Regions from separate parts of the Mus musculus genome. Here region 2 is linked to region 1. The links are chromatin contacts, called in public HiChIP or PLAC-seq maps. All regions are on one chromosome and are shown on one strand. The core of a region is the stretch at or near the end of the contact, and the rest is flanking DNA. Distances in the headings are between cores, read along the strand shown. Region 1 has its middle 75 kb from the start of Lyplal1. Region 2 has its middle 38 kb from the start of Gm35426.

Region 1 (7,802 bases), core at 1,392-3,891:
GTTAAGTAGGAAACTATGAAGAAAGAAATCAATTAATGGTTGCTTAGAGATGGTGGGGTGGGGGTGCGGTGGAGAGAGATAATATGACTGTAAATAAACACAGCATTTTGTGCAGTACTGGAAACATTCTAAAACCATCTACTGTGATGGACACATAACTCTAGAGAAAAATATCAGGAAACGCAAAAAGAATCAGGGCAGTGATTTGGAGACTGCAGAGGTGGCTCCGAGGTTAAGAGCTGTTCTTCTAGAGGATTGGAGTTCGGATGCCAGTCCCGCAGTTCATGATAGCCTGTTAACTACAGCTGCTGGTGATTTGTGCCCTCTTCTGACCTTTGTGGATGCCTGCACTCACTTACACACAAGCTCCCATAACAGATATCCACACACAAACATAATTAAAAATGCAATAGATCTTTAAAAAGACGGTCAATACAGATATTAGGATAAAAGGAAAGATTCAGAGGACTTATTAGCATAAAGATATAAAGGAGATCACAGCGACAGCCATAACATAGGCACAACTCTACAATGAGCTAGCTAAAGCTAAAAAATTGTAATTGTAAATGAAAGTTTAATAAAGGGTAAAGTGCATGTTTCCCCCGGGAGAGAGGGAACTCCAGTACTGGCATAAAAGAGTATAATAATATGAGAAGGAATTTCATTTACTGCACCCATGCTCACAGAAAGAGCTCATGTTCTGATGGGGCATGTGTTTCAATGAAGCCTTTCAGGCTCCTGTACACAATGATATCAGCTTGAACAGATCAGAACGCCATGCTAAGTTAAAGTCACTGCAAAGTAACTGGCAGGTAAGTCACTTCTTTTCTAAGTGGGTAAGAACTTGAGTCATAGGTATTTGAAACTTAAGAGGCATGTCCTTTAAGGATAGTTAGATCACAAAGAAAATACCATAAATGACTATAAACCACTCAGAGAGAAATGGAGAAAAGAATTATTTGCATCAGAATTCACAGGCCATGGTGATAACTCCACTCGAAGAGAAAGCAATCAATGTTGAAGATGTTGAAAAATAAGGAAATGTATTCAGCTTACCATAGCATAATAAATGTCATTCAAACTAATTCCGCTTTCTGTGCATAAATATTACTGATGTGTACATGCACGGGTGTGTGCATGTGTGTATTCATTTGTTTCTGAGGCCAGAGTTCCATGCTGAGTCTTTTTTCCACTCAACTTCCCACCTTTTCTTTTTCCCTGTTTTTTCCTGTTTTGGGTTGGTCAATCAACTCAAGGGATCTATTTGTGTCCCTCCCCAGTTCCTTTACCCCTGGTTTGGGGATGTCAGGTATATGCCACCACAACAAACTTTTAGATAGGGCCCGTGGATTCAAACTCCAGATCCTTGTGCCTGCATGGCAAGCACTTTCATGTAGCTATATGATAGTTCCAGAGTCAGAACCTACTCATAAAAATTCTATATACAGGTCTGTATCACACATTCCTGATGAAAACTCTGTTTTAATAGCTTAAGTTTTATTATTGGTGATGATGTCAGGAAAAGAAAGACAAATTCAATTTTCAAGCCGTCAGTTAGTTAGGTAGAGTAATTCAGTTACATCATCTCTTTAATTTTTTTTCTCTTTTGAGGGAACAGCAGAGCCAATAGACTTAATGGGCTGATGAATAAGAGTTTTTCCTCTAAAGTCCTTTATGAACAGCTTGATGGAGTCTTGGTGAGTTTTCTTATTTATTTTCCCTAGATTTGCCCAGCAAAACTAACGCAGGGCTACCTATTGGACATCGTTATTCAAGGGCACTCTCCTTCAGGGAACAGCTTCACACTGTGGGTCTGTGAATGGACCAAGGCTGGGTCCACTGTCCTCATGTCTGGGTCATGGTGTCTAGTGGAGATGAGTGTCCAACCAAGCCAGGGCGGTCAGGAGTCCCGTGTGTGGGATTCTGGAGGAACCTGGGCTGTAAGATGTTCTTTCCTACTCTTTGGTTTTTAAGAGGTCAGTGTGTGAGCCACTTCAATGCCTCCCACTGTTGCCTGCGTTTTTACAATGCCAGCGTGAGCTGCAGTGGGGAGCAGGTTTATGGTGCGCGCCATTCAATTTAGACTCTACTAGAGCAAATGATTGCAGTGATTGGGAGGAAAGAAACTGGAAAATAAGTCCCTGATGTAAAACTGGTCACAGGGCCAAAACAGTAGTGCCAGTTATGACCTCAGTGCTTCACTGATGTTATTTTGACAACAGTCTTTTCAAAGCCATAGAGTCTATTATTAGTGAGGGTAAGCGTGCTGAACCGTATATTTTCCCCCCTCGGAAAGCCAGTGTCTTTGTATTTGAAGTTTCCATTTGCTTTTCTTAGTTTCACGTTTTTTTTGTGTGTGTTCTTCCTTGAGAAGAAGCACTGACAATAAACTGGGATGGAGAGAAAGAATGTCTGCAGGGTTATCCCAGCCTGGGTACAGCCCTGGGGTATACACAGACTATTCTCTCAGTCTGCCTAGTGTTTCCTTCCTTGATTGCATGGATTCAGAGCAGCGGGTTATATGATATGTTGTAAGCCAAACACTGAGACAATAAAAGTTTATCACATTTCTCTTATGTTAAAGTTGGGAGTCCGGCCCCCAGGGAAGCTCTGAAGTAAACAGTGTGATGTGAGCTCCTTTGTCAAGGAGTTCTTGAGAAGATGAGTCATAGACAAATAAATAATAAATATGACTCAAGAGTGTGCAATAGTATTGTATGATGGTAAAAAAAAGTGATGATTATGAATCTACACTGAATCCACAACAACTAGATGCAGTTTGGGGGTAGGCAGAAGATAACTGTGAGACATGGCTTCTGATGCTGGTCCTGTGAAGGCTCACAAAGAATGTATAGATGAACCGAATCAATACTGGAAAACACTGAGCTGACTAGTCTCTGAAAATGAATTCCAACGTTCCAGGAAACTCCATTTTTATATTGCTGTTTCCCAGGAACAGTCATAACTCCTGGTGTTTCTTCTGAACACAGAACACAAATTCCCCTTTTATGTTTCATAATATACTAGAAGGAGTTATCCTGAATGCCACATGGGAAGAACAGAAAGTCATTTCAAACAGCATCACTCATAAACCTCCCGGCCCACACATTAGACCACTTATCTAATTTTCATGAAACTGTACCCATCCACATAAATTTGGGACGTATTCCCACAGAGATAATAACATTAAATACATTAAATACAAAGCCAAAGTCAGTCACAACAACAAAATAGCCTGACAACATGAGCCAGCTCCCAAGTACAGCAGTGATATTTCATTCCTAGACGAAGCTGTGGTAACGTCAGCCTCTGACAAACCAAGAAAGTTACAAAGGTGCCTATTTGTTAATGAAAACTCTACCCAGAGGAAGCCAGCTACATAGTCTCTTTAAGGTTTGTGATACCTCCCTATGTCATTTTGTTCATAGATTATTGCTCTAAAGATCTCTGATCAATCCATTCAGTTACCTGATGTCTCAGTATTTACTGCCATTTTACAGATGAGGAAATAATCTGGCAGAGAATAAACTTTAATACCTATTTTAGCTTAGATCACACAGAAAATAAACTTCATAAAATATACTGGCCTCAAGATCATCCTGGTTGTGACAATTGGAGGTTCTATCAGAACTCTACATTGGTTCATGGGGATTGTCGCTTCTGCAACCCAATAGTTCCTTACTCGCATCACCAACTTCTTCAGTCATATCCTTCCGCCAAATATTTCTGAAACCCGCAGCCTCTCTTTTGTGAGGTACCAGGCTAGGTGCAGAAAGCTCCACGGAATTTACAACTTGCTCCCTAAGGTGCTCCTGGATTTAGGAGCAATACATGGGGCCCACTTACCAGTGAAGTTAGTATTTAATTTATCCACACCCTAATGTCTTCCATTGTAATTCAAACCTTTCCTCTGATGATCATCCGGATCAAGGTGGTCACCATCTCTATGTAACAAGTCATGGAAGCAGCTTATTGAGAAGAAAAAATGTGGTATGTTAGGGTTCCTGAAGGGGTAATTGAGTGGAAGCCATTGGCACAGGCAAGAGCACTCACTAGATATTGGGAGCACAGGAGCCAAGACAGAGACATTTCTTATTTTCTAGAATAGAAGATATCAATAAGGAGGTGGCACTTGGGAGTCCTGGGCAGCAGGGGTTGGGGAGTGGGAGGGTTGATTCAAGGGCTGAGCTAATAGCTTTTATTTATATGGTTATATGGTGTGTATTTTAAGCTTGTTTTTATTGCCACTGAATAAGAAAATGCTTTAGATTAGCAAAACACGAGCTGGAGGCATGCCAGGAAAAAAAAAAAACTTATATAATGACTAATTCTTTTGAAATGATCCAGTTCACAGACTTCCCAGGTAGTGGAAACAGTGTGGTCATGCATAGCCTAGCAGAAAAGTAGCCACCCTGGTTATTCATTCAGAAGATATAAACACACAGAGACCAAAAATCTAATTACTGTACTTCAATAGATAAGGACATTTTAGTGGCCACCCATGGATCACTGACCTGTGGCCACTTCATGTCCATCACCCCCTAGAACACTCAACACAGGACTTGTATAGATTATTGTCCTGAGAAAAGAGAGGAGCTCCCGAGGGCTTGCTCTCCTTGAGGATCTATAACAGTGGTTCTTCAGCTGCGGGTCACAACCCTTTGACAAACCTCTGTCTCTAAAGCCACTTACATTATGATTCGCAACTCTAGCGAAATTGTAGTTATGGAGTAGCAACAAAACCAGCTTAATAGTTGTGGGTCTCTACAACATGAGGCACTGTACTTGGGGAGGTTGGGAACCCCTGTTCCATAGGCGGCTAATAGTTGCTGGGAGGAAGAGAGAGCTCCTTCCGTGGTGTAGCTCTGTGCAAATTGCCTCTGCTCCTGTAAATAATGCCCCACCCATGTTCTTGTAAGCAACCCTAAATGAATCCATTGCTCCATCAAGCCAAATGTGAGTGGAATAACCCCCCTCCCCAGTCTGTCCTTGTACCCTCTCAAGACCAAAGACATCTTTGTTTAAGTCTCTCAAACAAAAGTTCACACAGCGCCCCATTTAAAATTGTTCTTAGTGTTTTAGAACCAAGTCAAACTCTCTGTACTAACTTAATGGCATACTTACTTTGTTTTATAAATATATCAGCCTAATGGACGGTTGGAACAAATCTTGCCTCCTCCATTCAAAGTTTTTTCTCCCAGAGATTTAAACTGATAAACTGAATTTTTACTTTCTTTAAGCCATGTTGACTATAAACATATCATAAATTATAAGTATAATCATGTGTTATGAGGAAGCAGCAAGCCTCATATATGGCCTCATCTTATAAATCCACTCTTCCTGGATTTTTATTATACTCAACAATGAATAAAAATCGGAAAGCAATTAGATATCATAAAGAACCAAAGTATTATCTCCCAGAAGTAGCAAGGATATACTTGAGGGCTTGTTTGTTTTGTTTTATGCTGGGCTATCTTACTTGTTTAAGAGCCTAAGTCTGATAGAATGTCAGATATGTCTAAATCCTAAGCTATGATGTTCCCGATAGAATGTGGAACAGAAAGGCTTGCTTCAGACCACCTTGAAGTTATAGGCAGAGTGCAGCTGGAAAGGCACCCATGCGGGACCAAAGCATACAGTTCCCTCAGCTGTAAGTACCAAGCAGTACCGTGAGAAATGAGAATGAAGAGCAGAAGGGAAGCTGACAGGGATGTGCTCTTGGTCCAGTGCTGTGACCACTTAGGAAATGACTTGAACGGCATTTTACATGAGTGTTACAAAATTAAAGATGGAAGCACAATACCCATGGAGTCTAATGTGTGCCCTTCTGTGGTGTCTGGAGAGTCTCCGAGTGATATCTGGTATATGTTTCCTGTTTCATAGTAGTTGAAATATCTCTCTCCCGAAGGCATGTCTACTGTGTCCTTACTGTGTGAGGTTTTTTTTTTTTTTTAACTATATAGTCAGCTCAAAGAGCTTAAGAGATTATGATCTATTGTAAAAATTCAATGTTGTCCATTGAAAAACATTTCAAATTAAAAGACAGTACATTTAATGAACTAGGAAGACTAGATTTCAAAGAAAATCACTGGGAGGGGGGCAGAGCATCTTTGGAACTAGGGAGGCTTCCAGGAGTCTATGGGGAAAACTCTAGCTGAGACCTCTACCAGCAGGGTATATGGAGTCTGAAGAGGCTACCTTCTGTAACCAAGCAGGACTTATATGCATCAAGGGAGACACAAACCCAACCACAAAACCTTGAACCCAAAATTTGTCCTTCCTACAAGAAGTGTAGGGATGAAGATGAAGCAGAGCTTGAAAGAACGGCCAACCCATGACTGGCCCAAATTGGGACCCACCCCGTGGGAGAGAGACAACCCTTGATACTATTAATGATCCCCCGTTATGCTTACAGACAGGAGCCTAGCATAATTGTCTTCTGAGGGGCTTCATCCAGCAGCTGATGGAAACAGATGCAGAGACCCAGAGCTAAGCATTAGGCAGAGCTCAGGGAGACTTGTGGAAGAGTTGGGGGGAAGGACTGTAGGAGCCAGAAGGGTCAAGGATACCACAGGAAGATTACAGAGTCAACTAACTGGGCCCATGGGGTCTCACAGAGTCTCAATTGCCAATCACAAAGCATGCTGGACATAGGCCCCATACACAAATATAGCAGATGTGCAGATTGTTCTTCATGTGGGTCCCCTAAAAATTAGAGTGGGGACTGTGTCTGACTCTGTTGCTTGCCTTTGGATCCATTTCCCATAGCTGAGCTGCCTTGTCTGGCCTCAATGAGAGTGGATACACTTAGTTCTGCTGTGGCTTGATGTAGCTTGATGGGTTGGTACCCATGGGGTACCTCCTCTTCTCTGAGAAAAAGGGGGTAAGAAATCAGGGAGGGGATATGGGGATGGAACTGGGAGGTGAGGAAGGAGGGGAGCTGCAATTAAGCTGAAAAGTGAATAAATAAATTAATAATTTAAAAAGACATTTTATAGACCCCCAAACAAGTCCTTCGTCTCCTCCTTAGACTCATCTACTCACTGACCCTCTTTCTGACCACTTTTATGGGGTAGCATGGGATGGTCACATGCCGAGAGCTGTTAACTTGCACCACAAGTGAACTGAAGATAAAATGTAAACCTCCCTTGAAAAGGGTCTGCCCAGGTGAGGGGAAAACCAGAGCACATAGGAAGGCCACGGGGATGTTGTCAAAACCAAGGGTCCTGACAGGTAAATCCCCACGTGTCCGTGTGTGTCCTTCTCAGGAGAAGCTTTACTCATTGGCTGACATCTGAAGGTGCCCAGCCAAAATTAAGACCTTAGACACACCTGAAGCCTGCTCATTTACCGGGTCAAGCACAGAGCCACGAACAGAGTATAAAAACCTTGTAAACAAGAGGCAGCTTGAAGCTTGGCATTGGCTGCCTGCTGAGTCATGGAGACGTGAAAATAACTCCTGGAAGCCAGATTGAGAAGATGAGAATAAATTTATATATTACATATTATAAACATCTATATTTTTTTACAAATGGATGGCCTTGTTGATTGTTTCCATTTCTCCATATGAAAAATTCTACCTCGTCCCTGACATCAAACCAGGTCTCCAGCAAGAGAATTACCTTCAGTTTACCCTTTGCTATAAAATGACAGCTCTTGTTGAGGGAATGATGCCCTGAGAAAAACAACCATTAGTGTAGTAGGTGAGTGACTCTGAACAAGGAAGGAGATGAGATGTCTCAATGGGTAAACTGTGCTTGTTGCACAAACCTGTCCTGCCAACCTGAGGTCAATCAATCTTT
Region 2 (7,802 bases), core at 1,667-4,166, 410 kb before region 1:
CCCATGAGCAATTTGCTCATGGTGGCTTTTTTTCCTGATGTTCCCAGGACTAATAGGTCACTTAGTCACCACACCCAATTAAGTGTGTGTGTGTATGTGTGTGTGTGGGGGGGTATCCTCTCTTGGGGTTGTTAGTCTCATTCATATAAAACAGATTCAAACAGAAGCTCCAGGGTGATTTTATTAGATTATAAAAGAAGAAGGGACAGGCAAGCTCCAGACCTCAGCATGTGGAGGTCAGCCCCATGGAGGACACATGACAAGGAGGTCACCACATGGTGATCACAGGACAGGGAGGCCTTAGAGAAAGATGGGAAGTTCAGGGTACCCAAGAAAGCACACTTAGACTCTGGTCATCATCAGAAAGGAAAGAGAGGTGAGAAGAATCAGATCTCATGAGGTCTGTTAAGCCTCATGATGGCTTATAAGGACTGTGCCGTGGGGCAGGAAGGAAAAGTACATGATCTCACTAAAGGGAGAGGGTGTAAGGTAACCCACTTTCAGGAGAGCTGGTCTCTTGATCAGATGATTGGCTGACCCACCAGGATTAATTTCTTAAGGGAGGAGACAAAAGTGTATCTCTACTGGGAGGTGGAGTGTATTCTTTGAGTGAGAGAAAACAGCTTTTCTTTCATGCTATTGTAACATAAACAAAGCAATAATTTAGTTTACGTCTCACTGGATCTGGATTTCTGGATATTCATGGAACTGGACTCCTGTGATGATTTTGAGGCCTCCCTATGCTGCAGAGCATTTGAGTGTTTGAATATTCTGTCCCTTGCTGCTTTTTCACCAGTAAGATAAGATTCCTGATAACATATTTGCTTGGGTGGGCACTGGAATGATATATATATATGATATATAATACAATAAAGGGTAAAGGGTGTTCGGCAGACAGAGCTTGTCAATGGCATCCACAGAGCCTGAGTTTGCTCCTGGGTATGACCTAGATCAGTTCCCTTAGTACTTGTAAATACCTTGTAACTGTCTTATGACAAGGGAGGGACTGAGTTTCACAGTCTCTTTTCAGTGTCATCATTCCTCCATTCAGTGAAGACAACACATGGTTTCAGGCAATGGAATGCCATAGAAGAGGATGCAATTTGAAGTAGAGCCCCTGAATCTATCTGACTTAACTGTTAACTGAGCTATTTCTTGGTGAGACGTAGTACCAATAGCAACTCTGCACTGTGAATCTCCACTGTGCTCATGATTGAAAGATGCCATTCTTGGTCCCCGCCTTCCATGCCTGCTGATAGGCTGCTCCCTGTGTGAAGTTTATGGCCTTCATCCCAGGTGACTTGAAAAATTGGCTGAGGAAGCACTTGGACAGACAGCCATGTGCACTTTTGCCAGTGTTGCTCTGAGAGAACAGAAACTCTAGGTTAATAAAGACCCAAGGCAAGAATTCCTTAAGTAAGCAACATCCGGGAAGTATCAGTTATCCGTAATAGCAAATCTCTATCCACCAGTGGCCTGTCTAAAGGGAATCACCCTTGGAAATACAAAATTATATGTCAAAATACAAAGCAGACACTTTCAATTGCAAAGTTCACCATGGCTTTATGTCATCCAAAGTCTAGAAGAAAAGAATGTACTTTGAACAAATGCTACCTATGTGTACATGAACAAGCCTGATCCAGTCAGTGTCTCTAGTTGGGTCCACAGAGTGTGTCTTCACTTTGGCTTTTACATGGACTTTAGGCAAGTTTGAATGGTGCTGGTTCAAATGTAGATGCTGGGCTGGAGAAATGGCTCAGCAGTTAAGAGTGCTTCCTGATCTCCAAAAAGACCTTAGTTTAGTTTTCAGAGCTCATAACCCCCAACCCCAACTCCAGTGGACTCTTCACCCTACTGTAGGCACCTGCTCAGATGTGTGCATACCTACATGTAGACACAAATACACATAACTGGAAATTAAAAAAAAAAACTTTAACATGTATTGGATCGTGTCATGAAGAGGGGTGGAGGTGTGTGCTAGAATTCTAAAGGCTTATATGATTTTTTTCTTTCTCTTTTTCCTCCCTTTCTTGCTTGGGTCTTCCCTATGCTTTATATACTGTAAGTATGTAGAAAAGGTAGCCACTCCTTATCTATTTATAATGTACTGAGTATGTGGCTTGTTGCCTCTCCTACTGTAAGCATTCAATAAATATCTTCTTCAGGTAGCAATGTAGCGACAAACAGTGAAAATTCTTCTTCAAACATCTACTTTAGTTTCTGAAATAGTTAACATATTTCTAGATCTTAAAAAAGAGAGAGAGCGAGCGAGAGAGAGCAAATATATGCGGGCTAGACATGTTAAACATTCCCCAAAATACCCTGGCTCTGGTTACCCAAAGTCATCGCTGGGTCAGGCATTCACCAGAGGTCAGAACTTGCAGAGCGCCGCTTTGAAGCCGCTGCATGCGGCTGGAATTTTGAGTTACTAATAATTCAGGAACACTTGATCTCTTTCCTTATTCCTGCCCAGATGAGTCATTTTCTTGGTCGTTTACCTTGAGCTCCTCCTCTTCTTCCACAGCAGACTCGCTGGCATGGAAATTTGTTCCCATCTGTATTTCATTTAGAAATATATGCCTAAATGCATTTTTCTTCCTTGTTATCCTTTTTCTCAGTTTTTCGTTTTTCTGGGCCTGCCGGACAACCCCTTATCCCAACCCAGGGACATTCCTTCCAAAGGGAGTTAGTTAGTTCTGCCTGGATCTGGTTGCTGGGCCCCAGATTGGACCGAATTCATTACATATAAGAAGACAACAGAGAGACGTTGCGTTGCTCTCCTAATGGCCCTCCCAGTGGCCCCACTTCTCAGAGCTTCATTTGTTTTCTAAATCCCTGAGGAAAGATTTGAGTCAGCAGAAGGGATCCCTGGGGCGTCTTCAGCAGTAGGGCTGCTGCTTTTGGCTCTGGGGTCAGCCTACTTATTCAGCAGACACTGTCTCAGCCAAGGCCAGATCAGCAGCAGGCACTGCCACAGGGCTGCCTACCAGCTGGTGCCTGGGAAAACCCTGTCTCCAGACTTGGCATCTCCTTCCACTGATCTGATTGAGTTGTTTGTTTATGCCATACATTTAGAGTATAAGGTATGATTCTCTCTCTCTCCCTCCTTCCCTCTCTTCTTCCCTTCCCCCCTCCCCTTCTCTCCTTCCTTCCCCTCCCATCCTCTCCCCTCTTCTCTCCTCCCCTCTCCCCTCTTCTCTCTTCCCCTCTCTTCTCCTCTCCCCTCCCCCTCTCCTCCCCTCCCCTCCCCTCCCCTCCTGTCCCCTCTCCTCTCTTCTGCTCTCCTCTGCTCTCCTCTCCTCCCCTCTCCCCTCTTCTCCTCTCCCCTCTCTTCTCCTCTCCCCTCTCTTCTCTTCTCCCCTCCCCTCCCCTGTCCCCCCTCTCCTCTCCTCTCCTCTCCCCTCCCCTCCTCTCCTCTCCTCTCCTCTCCTCTCCTCTCCTCTCCTCTCCTCTCCCCTCCCCTCCCCTCCCCTCCCCTCCCCTCCCCTCCTCTCCTCTCCCCTCCCCTCCTCTCCCCTCCCCTCCCCTCCCCTCCCCTCTCCTCTCCTCTCCTCTCCTCTGCTCTCCTCTCCTTCCCTGTCCCCTCCCCTCCCCTGTCCCCTCCCCTGTCCCCTCCCCTGTCCCCTCCTTTCCTCCCCTCCCCTCCCCTCCCTTCTTCTCTCCCACCTTTCCTTTTCTCTCCTCCCCTCCCCTCTCTTCTGTTCTCTTTCCCTCTTTTCCCTTCTCCTCCCCTCCCCTTCCTTCCCTTCCCTTCCTTTGCTTCTCCCCCTTTCTTTCCTCCCTTGCTTTTCTTCATGGCTTTGATCTCTTGATGCAATCCAGCCAAATCCATTTAAAGAAAGCCACGGCTCCCTGCCATCCCCACCAGACAGAGCAGGACAAGTGATCACTACTGACTTCCGACCATTTCTGTGCTGCTAGAATTCTGCCAGTTCTTTCCTTTCTTTGCTAACACCTTGGCTCTGGGCAAAGCATTTGTTTGTACAGGTTTGACTCAAAGCTTGATCTTCCTGCTTCTGTGTGTTTGCAGGGAGGACAGTTGGGTAATAAACATAGTCACTGCTAGCTAAGGACTGAATGCCGAACCTCCCTCTAGCTGATCCTAGTGGCATGGTACTTGGAGGGAGGACTTGGACATTGACCAGGTGACATGAGGGAGGTGACAAGAGACAAGCCCTCACCAGTGGGCTCAGAGCCATGTAGAAGAAAACTCAGGAATCTCTCTGTGAGGACAGAGATGATGGCCACCAGTGAACTGGAGGCAGCCCCTCCACAGAGAGGAATGTACCAGCACCCTGATCTTAGACTTCCAACCCTCCTCAACTCTGGGGAAGACATTTCTTCTGCTTACAACCATCTGTTTCTTGCTATCTCATTAGAGAAGCCCAAAATGACTTGGGCAGTTACACACCTTAAGCGTCATTCAAACATATCAGTAAACACAGAATCACACCAAGAAGAACAATTGGCTGAGAAAAGCTTAAAGCTCATAAAACCAGAAGACTAAAAACTAAGGAAATGCTTGAAACTGGTTTCACTGGGAAGTATTAGTTTCTTTTTCTCCAGGACATTTTTTTTTATTTGCTCTTTGAAAATCTCATACGTGTATAAATGTGTCTTGATCAAACCTACACCCCACATCCTGCTTCTACACTCCCAGAAGCCTCTTATCACATCTCTGTCCTGACTTTATGTCCTCCTTTATTTGATTATTTGGCTATTGACTTCAGTTGGTGAGAAGACTTGCAGATGGATATGGGGCCATCCACAGGGGCAACTTACCAGAGGCCATACTTTCAATAAAAAGTGACTCTCCTAGCCATCAGTCATTAACAGCTCCTCAGACGGGGCCTCCGAGCCCCCTCTCTCCCTGTGCTATACTCATTTGATGGTCTTTATTTTTTTGAAATTTTTATTAGATATTTTCTTTATTTACATTTCAAATGTTATCCCTTTTACTGGTTTCCCCTCTGAAAAACACCCATTCCTCCTCCCCCTGCTCACCAACCCTCCCACCCCCACCTCCCCGCCCTGGGGCATCTATCAAGCCTTCACAGGACCAAGGGCCTCTCCTCCCATTGATGCTGGACAAGGCCATCCTCTGCTATATATGTGGCTGGAGTCATGGGTCCCTCCACGTGTACCCTGGTTGGTGGTTCAGTCCCAGGGAGCTCTGGGGGTACTGGTTGGTTCATATTGTTGTTCTTCCTATGGGGCTGCAAACCCTTCAGCCCCTTCAGTTCTTTCTCTCTATATTCTGTGCATGTAACCACAGATGCTTGGGCTCATGTGTATACCAGCCATGGTGTGTTCAGAGAACAGACTTTCACAGCTCCCCTCTGCAATCCTCTCACATTTACTTTCTTTATATCCTTTCCTCTGGGATGGTCCCTGAACCTGTAGAGTGATGCTGCTCTCAGGCTGAGTGCCCACAGTCTTTTATTCTCAGCACTTCTAACAGCAACAATTATTTGCATTAGCAACTACTCACTGCCATTAAAAGTTTCTCTGACCAAGGATGGGAGCAGCACAAACCCATAGACCATGTTCACAGTTTCAGGCATGAACTCCCTCCTGTTGAGCAGGTCTCTAATCTGATCAAGAGAGTGATTGTTTACTCCCATAAACAGTTCCACCACTATTGTGTCAGCAGCAGGCCTAGCTCAGCAGCAGGTAAGGGTTGTAGCGTGCAGCGTCCAGTGCTGGATGCAAACATTGATGTCTCTTTCCCACCAGGTAGTGATTTCCAGCACTCTGAAAGCTGGCTAGCAGGGAGAGAGCTTACGCTGGGTTCCAGAGGATTTCTCTGTTTTTCTGTAGTCAAAGTGTTGGTTGTCTTTTCAGCAAGAGGGCCTTATCATCCAGTTACGGTGGTAAATCGGGAGCAGTGGCAGTCGTTTGTCTGGGGTGCCTCGGGATCCTCCGGGTGCGGTTGATTGAATGAGAAATGGCCTCCATAGGCACATGTATCGCACACTTGGTTCTCAGTGCAAACCACCAAGCAGGACAAGACTGACCTGAATTTGTAATCTCAGCCCTGGGGGGATGACGGGACAGGCAGATTCCTGGGGCTCACTAAACAGCAAGCCTGGCCTACTTGTGTAGTTCTAGGTCAGTGAAAGACCTGTTTCAAATAACAACAGATAGATAGATAGATAGATAGATAGATAGATAGATAGATAAATAAATAAATAGAAGTTAATAGCAAGCAAAGACATGCACACTGGAGGTTGTCCTCTGGCTCCCACACGCACTCGAACACACACATGCACATGCAAACACACATCCGATCCCAGCCACAGATCATGCCCTTCCCTTTTTCCCTTCTCTTTCCTTCATTATCCTTCATTCCTAACAAGAACATCTCATGATGTGACGAACCCCTTGATATTCACATGTGCATGAAAAGGTGTGAAACCTAGGACACACGGTCTGTACCCAAAGACATGATTTAGAAAATCTGAAAATCTTTAAACACAATCAATTAACTACAAGATTATTTCCATCACAGTATCTGAGCAACAGGGCAGAGCAGACGTCTCTCTTAAAGAGGGGCTTTTATAATCTGAAGCTCACGTGAAACCTGGTACCTTAGGACACATTTGGCTTCTGGAAAGAAGGGAGCTGTTTGGGAAGGACAGCATTCTAAAACTATCTGGCGCTGTGGAAAACAAGTGAGTCTTCTTTCCCTTGGAGGGCCATGGGGAAAATGTGTCTCCAATCATCCCTGTGGGGCCAGCATTTCAAAGACAACATAGGAACCCTCTGTCCTCATCCTGGGAGTTCACTGAGCCCAATAACCATTGTGTCCCTAAAAGTAGCTGATCTCATGCCCCATGTGCCCAAGTTCCTCATTCCTCAAATAGTAGATGTTTCCAGAAGCTCTGGGGGAGGGTGTGTGTGTGTGTGTGTGTGTGTGTGTGTGTGTGTGTGTGTGTGTGTGCTGACTCACCTCGCTGCCTGTACACCCGTGGGAGAAGCCCTGAGACCTAGGCAGCCAGTGAGAAGCTGGACAGCCTCTCTTGTTATCAGGCAGATCCAAGAATGCGGATGCAGCATTGAGCATGGCTCTTAAGCCTCTTGTGGTCTACATGAATAGCATTCTTGCAATCGCTTCAGGGATGAAGAAGCCAAAAGTCTTCAGCAATTAAAAACCCCGGCTCATGTGTTTGAAGTAGATGTTGGAAACATTTGACTTTTAGGGTTCAACCTTTTCAAGTCGAGTACTTTTATTCTAAAGCTGATGTTGCCAAATAAAGTGCTATCGGTAACTCGGATTTTATTAGGCTAGGGAGAAATGAGCTGGCCGTAGTCTGATCTCCAGATACAGCACGTGTACAGAACCAGAAGCTGAAAGTCGCTTCTGTTTGTGTAATATGGACTAAATGCAATCCCTGTTTCACAGAGTTGAAAACCTCTTCATTTTTACTTGTTGTTTTCTTTATCTCTAAATTGAATATGATAGAACCACACACACAGCCCTGTCTCATCTTAGTTTTCCTTTGGAATTCAGCAACGTATCCAAGGAAAAGGGTTGAGATGGTCTCTTAGCTTTGTTTCTCTGACAAGCTGTGTCTTTTGTGTTTAATTCTGATTGGTTTTACATGTACGCCCACATCTTCCCCCATCTCAACAGAGAACACTCTCCTCAGTCACTCTTGTTGCATTCTCAGCAGTGTCTCCTGCCCTCTCATGCTGTCCCCCCCTGCTCTCTCTTGGTCTAATCTACTCTCTGTATCTTTCATAGTTCACTTGCAGTTCTGTTGCAGCTCCCACATTCCCATCAGCCTGAGGCAACACTG

What was found. HiChIP or PLAC-seq counts read pairs in DNA pulled down with a chosen protein or histone mark.
Region 2: a FOXA1 HiChIP or PLAC-seq map of pancreatic cancer cells shows a contact between it and region 1. The contact joins two enhancer-like sites. A contact is called at or near these places in 1 of 484 Hi-C or Micro-C datasets (embryonic stem cells) and 1 of 115 datasets of contacts at active chromatin or transcription factors (pancreatic cancer cells).

What each region holds. Positions count from the first base shown.
Region 1 is chr1:186,038,555-186,046,356 of GRCm38.p6, reverse strand. No RefSeq gene overlaps it. Among named protein-coding and RNA genes, the nearest start is that of Lyplal1, 75 kb to the left of the region's middle. Within about 2 kb of position 2,641, at least 18 of the 459 cell types and tissues checked have an H3K27ac peak or open chromatin away from gene starts, as enhancers often do. A contact at or near this core is called in pancreatic cancer cells, where this site is marked.
Region 2 is chr1:186,444,090-186,451,891 of GRCm38.p6, reverse strand. No RefSeq gene overlaps it. Among named protein-coding and RNA genes, the nearest start is that of Gm35426, 38 kb to the left of the region's middle. Within about 2 kb of position 2,916, at least 84 of the 459 cell types and tissues checked have an H3K27ac peak or open chromatin away from gene starts, as enhancers often do. A contact at or near this core is called in pancreatic cancer cells, where this site is marked.